3 separate regions of the Mus musculus genome follow, and regions 1 and 3 are each linked to region 2. Evidence: chromatin contacts called from public Hi-C and promoter capture Hi-C data. All regions are on one chromosome and are shown on one strand. The core of a region is the stretch at or near the end of the contact, and the rest is flanking DNA. Distances in the headings are between cores, read along the strand shown.

Region 1 (4,203 bases), core at 1,499-3,998, 260 kb before region 2:
GCCTAAGCCATTGGTTCCCTTGTCTCTGGGCGCTTCTGTGTTACAACGGCAGTATCGAGCTGTTGGAATACTGCATGGCCTGCCTTTTACACTGCTGAACATGAGAATCACCGAGGGGTGCTGAGAGGTGTAAGGAAATACTGTTTCTATTCACTTCCCTTACAGACAGTTCAAGTGACTTTATCACGCAGGACACACTCAACTACCACTGGCCATGGCTCTCACAGAATTAGCATTTTTCCTAGATCCTTTTTTTTTTTTTTTTTTTTAAGACCATGTGGTCCCTTCTGTTTGGACACTGTCCAGCTTCAACTCACCTTAAACTCCTCCTCTAACCCGTTGTTGCTCGTCCCTGGGATCTTGTTATAAATTTTTTGTAGGTGGGTTTCTAGAGAAGTCACTTCCAGTTCTGTGTCCCCATACAGATAATGCTCCAGAAGGGCCTGGTATATGAAGACGTACTGCATCTGAAATGTGGATCACAGAGGTCTCAGTTACCAACAGCATGGCACCAGATCACTCCCAGGGCTAGCTTTACTCAGTGCACTTTCCCTCTGATTTTAGCAGGGATAGACTTGTCATTCATACTGTCCCAATACAGTGACGCAGCACTTGAAATGCATGAGTTCTCCTGAGGGTGGGGCGGTTAGGTTGGGAGACATGGTTCTGGCCTGGCGGATACCAAAGTCTGGAGCCTGCAAGGTCTGCAGGGCAGACCAGCCTGGATCCATCCCGGGTCTGTGATGTGCCCAGAGTCTCACTATTGCTCTTGGACTTAGCAGCATCATGACTGTGGGCCCTAGCACGTTTGCATTCAATACCAACTGTTCCCTTATCCTTAAGGTCCAATAGAAACAACAGCCACCTTTCTGTTTCCCCCAGCCACGGAGCTACAACCTCTTGTATGCGCTATTTCCTTTTAAAAAGATTTTTATTTATTTTATGTGTATGAGTGTTTTGCCTCATGTATGTATGTGTAAATACTATGTGCATACTAGTTTCTACAGGCTACAAGAGGGTGTTGTGTCTCCTGGAACTGGAGACACTGTTACAGATAGTTGTTAGCTTCCATTCCATGTGGCTGCTGGGAACTAAACCTGGATATTCTAGAAGAAAAGCTAGTGCTTTTAACCACTGAGCCACCTCTCCAATCCCCATGCCTACTTTCTTTACGTATATGGCAGAAGGAAGGAACTAACATGTAATCTGTCCTTTGATCAACACATGCGTTCCATGCATGTGCATACACACTGTATGATGCCCATGCACAATGGAGTCCTCAGAGCAGGCAGGCGTCCTGGCAATAGAAAGCCTTTCCCCTGCCTCACCCGCTGGTCACTCACGTCTGTCTGTACCATCTGGCAGCGCTGGGCCCGGATCCGGCTCACAAACCCGTATACATCCACTTTGCGTTCCGAATGCATCATGTCCAGCATGGCATCGATGACAACAAAGGTGCCAGTGCGCCCTACACCTGCACTGTAGCCAGAGAGCATGGGGTTAGTGCGTTCAGGGGCAGGCAGGGCAGAGTGCACAGCTCAGGGGGCTCCAAGCAGACAAACTGTAATTCCTAATGGGACAGAACACTGAGCTAGTGTCAACAATCCTACTGAGCTAGGAGTTCCTGGTCTCTAGTTATCAGAGCCTGGGTACCCTGATATTTAAGGGTCTCAAGTTGTCAAGGGAACTGAGTCAGCCAACTGGCTTCACAGTGTGGTCTCTCTACTCCAGACCAAGGAGGGCTGCCCTCCTAAGAAGAAAGGTACATTAACGCCAATAAATATAATAGCAAGAGCAGATGATTTTATCTCATGCATTGTCAGGGGTATATACTGAAAATAATGGGAGCCAGGGAACAATTTCTATAACTGCAAATGCAGCTTTTGGAGGTAAGACATAGTCTCTGACTCAAGTCTTCCTTCATAGTTATTTCAGAACCAGAGTAAGCTGCCTAACTCCCCGGTCATATTCTCCACCTCAGAACAGAGCTGGAGGATTCCTTCTGGCTGCTGCCTGGGGTCCCAGCTATGCATGTCTTCTGTGTCAGCCCCCTGGGTCAGGTCCCTGCGCTGACCCCTTACTGGCCAAGGGGGCAGAAAGTGGCAAGAGTCAGGCCACACTGACCTGCAGTGGACCACGATAGCCCCTGCGTACTGAGGGTTACAGGCCTTCACCTTCTTGAGGAACTTGAGCATGCCAATTGGGGTGAAAGGCACCCCAAAGTCTGGCCAGCTGGTGAAGTGGAACTGAGTGATGAGGCGCTGTGGTTTCCTGTTGGTCACGTCGCCCACCTGTCAGTAAGGAGTGAAGTGTTTGTTCTGGTGACAAGGAGGGCAGCAGGAGGGCAGGCACACGTGACAGCGGTCAGGAGGCTGTGCAGCTGCTACCATGCTTGGCCTACAAACACAGCCAAACTCAAGAGAACTTTAGTGGCCTGGTCTGAGCCCAAGAACCGTTATGGTAAACAGCAGGGTTGGAGACATACACAGAGCGCAGGATCTCACTATGTACAACGGGCTGGTCTCCTAGTCAGAGATCCTCCTGCCTGTGCCTCTCAGCGCTGGGATCAAAGCACAGCTAGCAGGGCTCCGGATTCTTGGTAAATCCTCTTTCCATAGCACCCTGGACCCCAACAACCCCAATGTGGTTCAGACCTCCACGGTCACTCTGGAAGGTTTACAATAGTCCTGGCATAGCTTTGGTATAAGAGATCTTTAGCAAGGTGAACCCAGCATCCAGAAGACTGCCCCACTTCCTGAAACCCTCTTCACACGGCCTTGGCACGTTCAAGGCAAGAGCACTTTGCCTGAACAGGTCCCTTTCCTCCCAGCCATAAAAACACTGCTTATTTAACAGAGGAGTTCCTGGAGGTCAGATCCCTGGTTGCAGAACCCACACAGATGGTATATTGTGTGATTTCTGACCTCCTGAGTAAGAAGGGGACAACCCAGACCTTCCCACCCTCTTAATGGTTGGCAGACACCACACAAATGCCTGGATAGGAGGCAGAAGACTGTACCTGCTGGATGCAGAATTTCCGTACTGTGTAGTCCACCAGAACAGTCACATCCTCGACAGACACACGGACATTCCCATAGGTCCAGCAGCCTTGGTCTGGCCAGTATTGGGCACATTTACACTACAATGAAAACAGACACATGTCTCTCACTCAAGACTGCAGATGTAAATAAAGGGACTGAGAGAAAACCCCCCACAAAGCCTGTCTCTCCTCTGTCACGTCTGTCAGCTAAAGGGTTAGTTGCTGTAACTTATTTTCTCTTCAGCGGCACCCAGCCTTACTCACAGACCTCTCCATCTTTTCCACTCCTACCGCTCAGCTCAAGGCAAACAGGAAACTGTTTTACCACAAAACCTGCACCACCCAATCTCCCAGGTCAGGCTTTAGACACAAGCCTGTGTGAAGGAGGGACTGGCCAAATGCTGTGACAGAGCTACTACAGTGTACTCATACAAACTATTGGCTTGTTGTCTACCCAAGGTCTTCCTGCTGACTCAGCAGCTTCCAAGAGCTAACAGTTTGCTTGGTCGCCTTAGAGCATACTATCATAGACCCTGGTCCCAAACTACCCTTCTAAGCGCTCAACAATCCACAATGGATTGAGGTGACAGAGGGCCCTCCTTGAGAAAGTCATAAATGAGGATTCATCTCTGTGGGCTGATCTATGACTCAGTGTGGTGGTTTGAATGAGAATGGCCGCCATAGGCTCATAGATTTGAATGCTTAGTCATCAGGGCGTGGAATGACTTGAGAAGGATGAGGAGGTGTGGCATTTCTCTCTTCCTACTACCTGCAGATCCAGACGTAGAACTCTGTTATTCTCAAGCAACAAGCCTGCCTTCATGCTGCCATCTCCTCATCAAATGATAATGGGCTAAATCTTAGAAACTGTAAGCAAGCTCCAATAAAAGTGCTATCTTTTCTAAGAGTTACCTTGGTCATGGTGTTTCTTCACAGCAATAGAACAGTGACTAAAGCACTCAAGTTTGGCACTGGCTATGGCCCAGCTACAGAGCTGATCAGGCCAGGAAGTAAAAAGGAGCTGTTAGAAGCTGCCCCCAGGACCCTGTCCTCTCTCAGGCAGCAGGGTAGAGTTGGCCCTGGAAGCAGTGGTTACTGGTGAGCCTGCCCCATGGACATGTGAGTAGGAGAGCCAGCGGGCTGACCAGCTCAGACACTCTGAG
Region 2 (4,447 bases), core at 71-2,570:
GCTAAAGTAAATCTGTTCTTTCGAAAGCTGCTTTTGTCTGTGTTTTGTCCCAACAATGATAAAAGTAATTGATACAAGTCCATTAGGCAGGCATGGGGTACACGCCTTTAATCCTAGCACTTAGAAAGCAAAGAGGCAGGTGGATCTCTCTGAGTTCCAGGTCAGCCTGGTCTACATAGGAAGTTATAGGTCAACCAGGGATATAAAGAGAGATCCTGTCTCAACAAAACATACATGCCTGTTCTGATACACTTTCCGTGTAGCACTCAATAAATTATATGAGATACTCAACATTCTATTATAAAATAGACACTGGGTTTAGCAATCTAATGGAGTTTTGAGAGGAGATGATATAGAGGACCCGCCCCCCATCCAGGATCCCTGGGGACATAACTAAGCAGCTAAATCAATGTCAGTAACTCTTTATTTCCAGAAGTAGTGGGAGAGAAACTATCAGCTATCATGATGAATGAGTTTTCTGTTTACTGCATGAGAACAAATTCATGAGTGAAACACACACAGATCTATAATCAAACTATTGAAAACACACCATTTCACCTGTAATACATACATGGCTAGAGGTGCCCTGCAGGATAGTTATAATCTTCATCATATGTACAAAGGAGAATGTACAGGGATATACACAGCAATGTTGCTGAGAAGAGCCCAAATCAGATTTCATACTAGGTATCTGCCTATTTAAGAAAGGATTAAGCAATTTAGTAAATTTAAATTATAGCATACTATACAGTGGAGCAAAAGAATTAGCTTTTATTTTTCAGCTTCTTTTTTTTTTTTTCCAGGATGTGGTGGTGCACACCTTTAATTCCAGCACTTGGGAGGTGGAGGCAGGCGGGTCTATGAGTTTGAGGCCAGCCTGGTCTACAGAGCTACCTCATCAACTCCAAGTTAGTTTTCTTATCATAACCAGTTTTCTTTGTAATCTGAATTATTTTACCTATTTAAAAGAATTCTAAGTGACTAACAGTGAGTACTAGTTAAGAGAATAACGCATAACAGAACATTCAAACATTCACAAATTCCCAAGACTTCTCAACTTATTGTTAAACTCACATCCTTGTTCAATACTTGGCCATATATATTTGGATGTTGTTTTGAATTTTCAAGAGAAATTAAATCTGACGAGTGAAAACAAAGCAAACAGACAAACTGGTTGTGTGTCCTGTGACCCTACATTACCAAACAGAAGGAGAGAACTCAAGTGAATCCGTACACACCGCCGATTGGTACGGGAGAAAGAACCGCCAAGCTCGCCAGGGCTGACAGGAAGTCCAGCTCCCACGACCGCGCTCGCTTCCGGCGTCACTTCCCCCGCGACTTCCTCGGCCGAACATGGCAGCGCTGAGCAATGTCCGCTGGCTGACCCGAGTGAGGCCCGGGACGACCTGAGCGGAGGGTGGGCGGGAGAACAGAGGGTTTGTCCGCGGTTTCCAAAAGAAGGCAAGGTCATCGCGGTGTAAGGGGCCGCGGTGTCCCCGATCTGACCTTGTGTCTGTCGCAGGCGGTGCTCGCCGCTCGGAACTCCGGGGCATGGAGAGGTCTCGGAACATCTACGGCTCACGCCGCTTCCCAGAGCCAGGTACGCTTGAGTCCAGCTTCGTTCTCGCCCATCCTTGTCGCCTCCTTGCCGCTCCCCTGGGTTTCCCCTCCCCACCTCTTTCCCTCTGACTCCCACTTCTGCCCCTGCTCCATCTCTGCTGGCCCCACTCACAGGCACAAGATGTGAGGGTGGAGGGTGCCTTTCCTGTGACCATGCTGCCTGGAGACGGCGTGGGGCCAGAGCTCATGCATGCTGTCAAGGAAGTGTTCAAGGTGAATAGCCCGGGGCGGGGGATGGGTGGCGGATCAGGCTACAGGGATGGATGGGTTGTTGGAAAGTTCAGACCTGACCCAGCCCTGTGCTTGGACTTATCCCTGAAGGCTGCTGCTGTCCCTGTGGAATTTAAGGAGCATCATCTGAGCGAGGTGCAGAATATGGCTTCTGAGGAGAAGCTGGAGCAGGTGCTGAGTTCCATGAAGGAGAACAAAGTTGCCATCATTGGTTTGTATGGCACTCTGTCATTTAAGAGCAGTGTTCATAAAGCCCCTCTCTCTGCAGTGTGTATATATCAGTTTTCCAGACTGGCCTCTACTGACATTTAGGAATTTGTTTCTTCTCAGTGGCAAACCAGGAGTTAGTGATGTCAGGAAGGGGTTGGGACCTGCTGAGGCTGTGTCACCGGGGTCAGACCCTGTTAGTTGTGTCTGCGTGCCCATTCTTTTTTGGTTTGTTCATTTATTGTTTGTTGTTGTTGTTGTTGTTGTTGTTAGTTTTTCCAGGTAGGGTTTCTCTGTGTAGCCCCGGCTGTTCTGGAACTCTCTGTAGACCAGGCTGGACTCGAACTCACAGAGATCTGCCTGCCTCTGCCTCTCTGCTCTCTGCCTCTGCCTCCCAAGGGCTGAGATTAAAGGCACGGCCACCCTAACCCAGTGTGCGCTGATCATTCTAACCACTCCATTTCTTCTCTTGTGCTGTTTTATTCCCCATATTGGATTTTTAAAAATTTATTTATTTATTTATTTATTTAGCTTGTAGGTTTCCTCCTATAGACCCACTTTCTTGGACAGCCTCACTTGCAGGGCCAGCTTTTGCAGAGGAAAGTCAGTTCTTTATAATCTGGCCCCTGATGTTCCTGTTTTCCTTTCTACAATTTGTTCTGTGCGTTGCTCACAATCCGCTGTCCTAATTGTCCTGTATATGTCACTGTGTCACCTATCAGGATCTCCACTCACTTGTGGCATTAGTTTCCTATGACTGCCATTGGATGCTACTGAAAATAACATATATAATTCAGTTCCTGAAGCTACAGTCCCTCTAAGTTCCTTGGGGCAAGTTTGATCCTCACCAGCAAAATACCCAATTTCCTTTTCTTGTTTTTTCTTTGTGCACAACTACTATCAAATGGCAATCAACCAACAACCCCTCTCTGCTTCTCAGGACCCTAACATTTCTATACCCTCTTGAAAAGCTCCCACAATTCTAAATGTTACATAATCACAAAAACTACCTGATCCCAGGCAAAACCACACCCGGCATGAGGCAAATCTTAGTCAACTGCTGTGAAGAGTCTGAAGCAGACCTGTATCCCACACCTGGGAATAAAACAAAAACATAGTCTCATAACATTTCAGTGGATTTTTTTATAAAGAAACCAAAATTCTCACTATAAAATCCTCATTTATAGTTTCTCCCTGCCGCCTCCCCCCCCCCCCCCCCAAATAAAGTCATGTTTATGGTTTCTTGGTGTAAGCTCATGGGCCTATCATTTGGGGCCTATCACTGGTCAACTCACTGAAGGTACTTAACCAGGAACTAACTACAGTAAGTACCAGCTTTTCTGTAACATTTCATATGACCAGAGGGCTTCCTCTTCTGTGTTCCTAAGCTTAGTTCCTGTCATCCCTACAGAACTTATGTTGTCTTTCTCGTTGAGGGCAGGAGTTTGTGGTTTTGACTGATACCCTGTTGCCTTACATACATAGTCAGTTTTCAGTAAGTAGTAGCTGAGATAATGCAGTCACTAGACACCCTTGCTTTTCAGCTTGGCATTAAACCAGGTTCTTTGATTTAAAAAAAAAAATAGCTCTTAGGTCATTTAGGAATTTCAACATAATGTCTAAAATTAAAGCATTATGCTCAGTTCATCTAATTTTCACCACATTATTCTCCTTTGCCTCTTGCCACTAGAAATAAAAGGGTTGAGGGGTTTGGGAGTGGAAGATGGGAGTCTAGGTTGTATGAAGTCAGTGGGGAGACTGGACACTAGTCTAACATTACTTCTCCTCTACTTTGTTGTCCCAGGAAAGATCTATACCCCAATGGAGTATAAGGGTGAACTAGCCTCCTATGATATGCAGCTGAGGTAGGTAGATGGGTAGGTGTGGGTCTGAGGAGTGCTGGGCACCGGGCACAAAGCAGATGATGGCTGTCTACTCTCAGGCGTAAGTTGGATTTGTTTGCCAACGTAGTCCACGTGAAGTCACTTCCTGGATACAAGACTCGGCACAACAATCTAGACCTGGTTATCATTCGAGAGCAGACAGAAGGGGAGTATAGCTCTCTGGAACATGAGGTGAGGCTTAGAAACTACGGAGGACAAGGAGAGGCAAGTGGGAGGTGGGCTTCCTTGCTTCTTCCCTAGTGTCACAAGCTACTTCCCTCTCACCCAGAGCGCCAAGGGTGTCATTGAGTGCCTGAAGATCGTCACTCGCACCAAGTCTCAGAGGATTGCAAAGTTTGCGTTCGACTATGCCACCAAGAAAGGGCGGAGCAAGGTCACAGCCGTCCATAAAGCCAACATCATGTGAGGAAGGCCAATTTTTTTGTTTTTTTGTGGGCTGGGTTCCATCCCTTGAACCCTATTGATTGCTTTTTGTCCTCTGGCCT
Region 3 (4,134 bases), core at 1,065-3,564, 210 kb before region 2:
TAGCATGCTCCCAATAAAATATCGTCAAAAGATAGGTATATACTACCACTGGAAACATTTTATTTCTGTTAAATCTTTTATTTCTTTATTGAGACACAGTTTCTCTCTGCAGCCCTGGCTGTCCTGGAACTCCATATGGAGTCTAGGCTGGTCTCAAACTCAGAGATCCTCCTACTTCTGCCTCCTAAGCACTGAGAATCAAAGGTGTGCAGGACCACGTTTGGCCTCTTGTCTTACCACTCTTTTTACTCCCATTTTGCAGATAAAGAAATCGGAAAGATAGGTTCTCAGCAGGTAGAATTCAGATTAAGATTACCTGGCTCTTCCTCACGGATCTAATGAAGAAACAGATAAATCTCTCAAAGAAGCCAACTAATTAATGATTCTATTTCTATTTTACAGACTGTTTCATTGCTGGAGTGGTGGGCCTTGAAAATATGATCAGATTAATCAAGGGCTGATGTTCAAACATTCTGCATTTGGTTCTGGTCTTGATTTTAAGTAAACTCACCTCTCTGATAGAGATAGAGTTTGTAGTGGGAAAGATATGCTTTCAGATCCCAGTCTTATGGAAAATATCTTCCAAGTGTGGGACAAATGTCAGCTGGGAGTCATTTCAAACTGCTCTGGGCCATCTCCTGGACCTGCTCAGGTGACCTGACTAGAAGGAGGGACCAGCCACTTCAGGCAACTACTCACTTGCTTAGCAATGTTTATTATTGGAAACAATACATAGCTATAATCCTTGATTGCTTGCTTTGTGACTTGTAATAGGCATTTATGTACCTTATTCTATTTAATTCTCATAATGTTATGAGTTAGATACTATTTTTCTAGAGATTAAGGAATTTGTTCAAGGCTACACAGTAATAAATGTTTACTGGTACTTAAACATTGGCTTTTCTAACTCTACAGCCCATTTTTTTCCTTTTAATTTACTAAATATTGGAGGATACAGAAATTAGATATAGACACTGTTAGCAGAGGCTTCATTTACCTGCAGAAGGCACAAACTATCCTGGATTATTACCAGTCATAAAAAGGTAGCCAAAAGGCAATAAAATGAGGTGGGAGAAGTACAAACTACAGAGGCAATTTTCAGTGAAGATGATGTAAAGCAAAACTTGGAAGAATACAAGTTAGCTAAGAGAATGACCAGGCTGTCAAAACAAAGAGGCCTTCAAAGCTTAAAATAGCTTGTCTTGTACCATCAGTGACAACAAGCCGAGAAGAGGCATAGGAATGTCTGCTGGTTACAGAGGACACCTGACAGACCACAGAAAGGATTGCTCATGGATTAGGAATTATTTACAGAGCAATGAGGACTACTAGACAGTTGCACCAGAGAATAAGCCCTACCCCTGGCACTGGTGATGAATCAGGAGATCTCAATCTCATGGACCTTCCCTCTCCTATATACTCTTAAATCCCGAGACTGTGGAGTTGTGGCAGGACTACGTGCAGCTGGAACAGTGGGGAGTGGTGACGGGTATTTCAGGACAATGGTTCAGGAGGTAACAATAGCTGCTCAGATATCAAGATGGCAATGGCCATGTCATGCTCAGAGGACACAGTTCTAACACAGGCATCAAGCAGGACCTCAATACAAACCTGGAAACAGCAGACAAGTGTCTGAGAGGATGAAGCAAGGGACATGATGCACATGAGACAAGATGAGGCAGCCAATACATCACCAAAGGGCTGTTGCCCACGGTAAGAAGATTTTTAAAATTTCCTCATAATAAAAAGTTCTGATTTACTGGTGAACACAACTGTGAAATACCAATGGTTAGAGTGTAAGGAAACTGACAGAATAATCTGGAATTTGGAACAGTTAACAGGATAGAAGCTCCATCCTGTTAACTGACTGTGAGGTGAGGGGAGTCACTGACCAAAGCCTTCAGAAGAAATACAGCCAGTAAAGCAAGAGGAACTAGAGGAGGGGAAGACTAGCTCCTAAGACAGACTCCAGAGAGAATACCAGTGTAGAGTTCCTCAGATGCTGGGGGATGCATGGCCCACGTGTTGGATTTAAGTGAATTACAATGTCGTAGGCAGAGGATGGCCAGGTTCTGGGGCACACAGACGGGAGGTGATGGATGAGTTTACTTGTGAATGTGCAGAATGCACAGTACTACAGAACACGCTGTATCTGCCAGGGCAATGGGAGAAGGGGCAGAGCAGCACACAGGCAATGACAGGGCAGCTGCCATCAAAGTCAGGCAAAAAGCCAAGGGAGGGACAAAGGCAGCTGATCAGGTGACAAATGCAGTAATGAGCAAGCCAGGCAGAAGACATCGAAAGAAGCAGTCGGTGGATGCAGAGCAGGGAGCTGACACTGCCTGAGAGGGTGGGCAGGGAGCAAGGAGAGACACTAAGAGAAAGAGAATGAAAGAGAGCTGGCTGGGAGCTCTGGAGGGAGGTCCCTAACACAAACACTGCACCCTCTTTTTTCTCCAGGCTTTGGCAACCACCACTGTACTTTCTGAGTTTGAGTTTTACCATTCTTTGGGATCCTATAATATTTGACCTCTTGTATCTGGCTTTTTTCACTTAGTAAAACTCAGGGTATGTTCCTGAATTTCTATTACATATTTGTGATTTTTCAGTCCTGGGGATTGAACCCAGGTCTATTTCCAGGCTCTTTAACTGAATCAGGGAGCTCCAGGTTCAGTGTGGAACGCTGGCTCAAAAAAAAAAAAAAAAAATGGGGAAAACTGATTAAGGAAGATATATCCAATACTGACCTGCGTTCTCCTGCCACACTCTCCTTCCTTCCCAATACACACGCAACTAAATAAAAAGGAAATCAGGCAGGAAAGGTCAAATACTCTGAAATTCTGAGAGTAGTAAAGTCCAGAATCAGAACAAACATGCAGTGTTGGTGGCTATAGGTGGTGGGAAGGAGGAAGGAGTGTCGATGTGTGAGGAGTACAGGCTCAGCTGAAGATGGAAGACTTTTACATATGGATGTGACAGCTGCACGACAATGTGACGTGTATACAAAGCACCATTTTATTTATCTGTTTATTTGTTGATTTATTTGTTTTTTTTTGTTGTGTTTTTACTTTTTTTTTTGGAGACAGGATGTAATGGTTTGTATATGCTCGGCCAAGGGAGTGGCACTAGTAGGTGTGTCACTGTGGGCGGGGACTTTAAAACCCTCATCCTAGCTGCCTAGAAGCAAGTATTCTGCTAGCAGCCTTCAGATCAAGATGTAGAACTCTCAGCTCCTCCTGCACCATGCCTGCCTGGATGCTGCCATGCTCCTGTCTTGATGATAATAAACTGAACCTCTGAACCTGTAAGCCAGCCCCAATTAAATTATAAGAGTTGCCTTGGTCATGGTGTCTGCTCACAGCAGTAAAACCCTGACTAAGACAGAGGATCTCTCTACAAAGCCCTGGCCGACCTGGAACTGACAATGTAAACCAGGCTAACCTGAATTTACAGACCTTCACTTGAACCATGACACTTGGTATAAAATAACATTAAAAAAAACACAACAAAACAAAACAAAATAAAACAGAGTAAACAGAAAAATTAAGACAAGTCATAAATAGGTAGAAATCTTAAAATTTTCTCGCTAATAAAGGGTGGCTTTATTAGCTAGACACAGATACTTTAATAAAAATGCATGTAAGGGTATAGTAGCAGAGCACTGGTCTTAGCATTCGTTAAGATCCTGGGTTAACCAAACTACCCACAAAACTTTCAACCCAAAATTTATCCTGTTTACAAGTAATGCAGGCATAGGGGATGGAGCCAGAAACTAGGGGAATGCCCAGTCAATATTCAGTCCAACTTGAGACCCCTTCCATGGGCAAGCACCAATCCCTAACACTACTGATACTATAATGCTTACAGACAAGAGCATGTAGCCCTCTGAGAGGCTCCACCCAGCAGATGACTCAGACAGATACGGACACCCACAGCCAAACAGTGGATGGAGCTTGGGGATTCTTATAGAAGAATAGGAGGAAGGATTGCAGGCCCCGAAGGGGATAAGAATGTCACAGGAAGACCAACAGAATCGACTAACCTAGATCCTTCGGGGGCTCTCAGGGTCTGAACCATCAACCAAAGTACATAGATGGGCTGGACCTAGGCCTCCTGCACATATGAGGCAGATGT

Evidence for each region. Promoter capture Hi-C pulls out the DNA fragments that hold promoters and counts their contacts. A called contact is a pair of places that touch in the nucleus more often than the background predicts.
Region 1: a contact with region 2 is called in a Hi-C map of the G1E-ER4 cell line, with 2.4 times the contacts expected there. The contact joins the enhancer-like site here to the promoter of Idh3b in region 2. A contact is called at or near these places in 7 of 39 promoter capture datasets (the 3T3-L1 cell line, 3T3-L1-derived adipocytes, HPC-7-derived erythroid cells and 4 more), 2 of 15 datasets of contacts at CTCF or cohesin (large pre-B cells and pro-B cells), 18 of 484 Hi-C or Micro-C datasets (B cells, the G1E-ER4 cell line, the HPC-7 cell line and 11 more), 11 of 115 datasets of contacts at active chromatin or transcription factors (the 230-238 cell line, the NIH/3T3 cell line, the SCID.adh cell line and 8 more) and 4 of 9 other capture datasets (adipose tissue, embryonic stem cells, liver and 1 more).
Region 3: a promoter capture Hi-C map of neural stem cells shows a contact between it and region 2. The contact joins the enhancer-like site here to the promoter of Idh3b in region 2. A contact is called at or near these places in 2 of 39 promoter capture datasets (embryonic stem cells and neural stem cells), 1 of 484 Hi-C or Micro-C datasets (stem cell-derived neural stem cells), 2 of 115 datasets of contacts at active chromatin or transcription factors (embryonic stem cells and extraembryonic endoderm stem cells) and 2 of 9 other capture datasets (adipose tissue and liver).

The regions. Positions count from the first base shown.
Region 1 is chr2:130,538,571-130,542,773 of GRCm38.p6, reverse strand. It overlaps Ptpra (protein tyrosine phosphatase, receptor type, A), which reads right to left. Exons shown (of 21, transcript NM_001163688.1): 11 at 3,020-3,139; 12 at 2,125-2,291; 13 at 1,344-1,479; 14 at 318-467. Among named protein-coding and RNA genes, the nearest start is that of 4930473A02Rik, 23 kb to the left of the region's middle. Within about 2 kb of position 2,748, at least 81 of the 459 cell types and tissues checked have an H3K27ac peak or open chromatin away from gene starts, as enhancers often do. A contact at or near this core is called in the 230-238 cell line, B cells, the G1E-ER4 cell line and 6 more, where this site is marked.
Region 2 is chr2:130,281,324-130,285,770 of GRCm38.p6, reverse strand. It overlaps Idh3b (isocitrate dehydrogenase 3 (NAD+) beta), which reads left to right and starts at 1,320. Exons shown (of 12, transcript NM_130884.4): 1 at 1,320-1,389; 2 at 1,523-1,600; 3 at 1,735-1,833; 4 at 1,942-2,062; 5 at 3,863-3,923; 6 at 4,001-4,133; 7 at 4,231-4,364. The coding sequence starts at 1,354.
Region 3 is chr2:130,494,316-130,498,449 of GRCm38.p6, reverse strand. All of the region lies in intron 1 of Ptpra (protein tyrosine phosphatase, receptor type, A), which reads right to left. Among named protein-coding and RNA genes, the nearest start is that of Gm52562, 45 kb to the right of the region's middle. Within about 2 kb of position 2,314, at least 108 of the 459 cell types and tissues checked have an H3K27ac peak or open chromatin away from gene starts, as enhancers often do. A contact at or near this core is called in adipose tissue, extraembryonic endoderm stem cells, neural stem cells and 1 more, where this site is marked.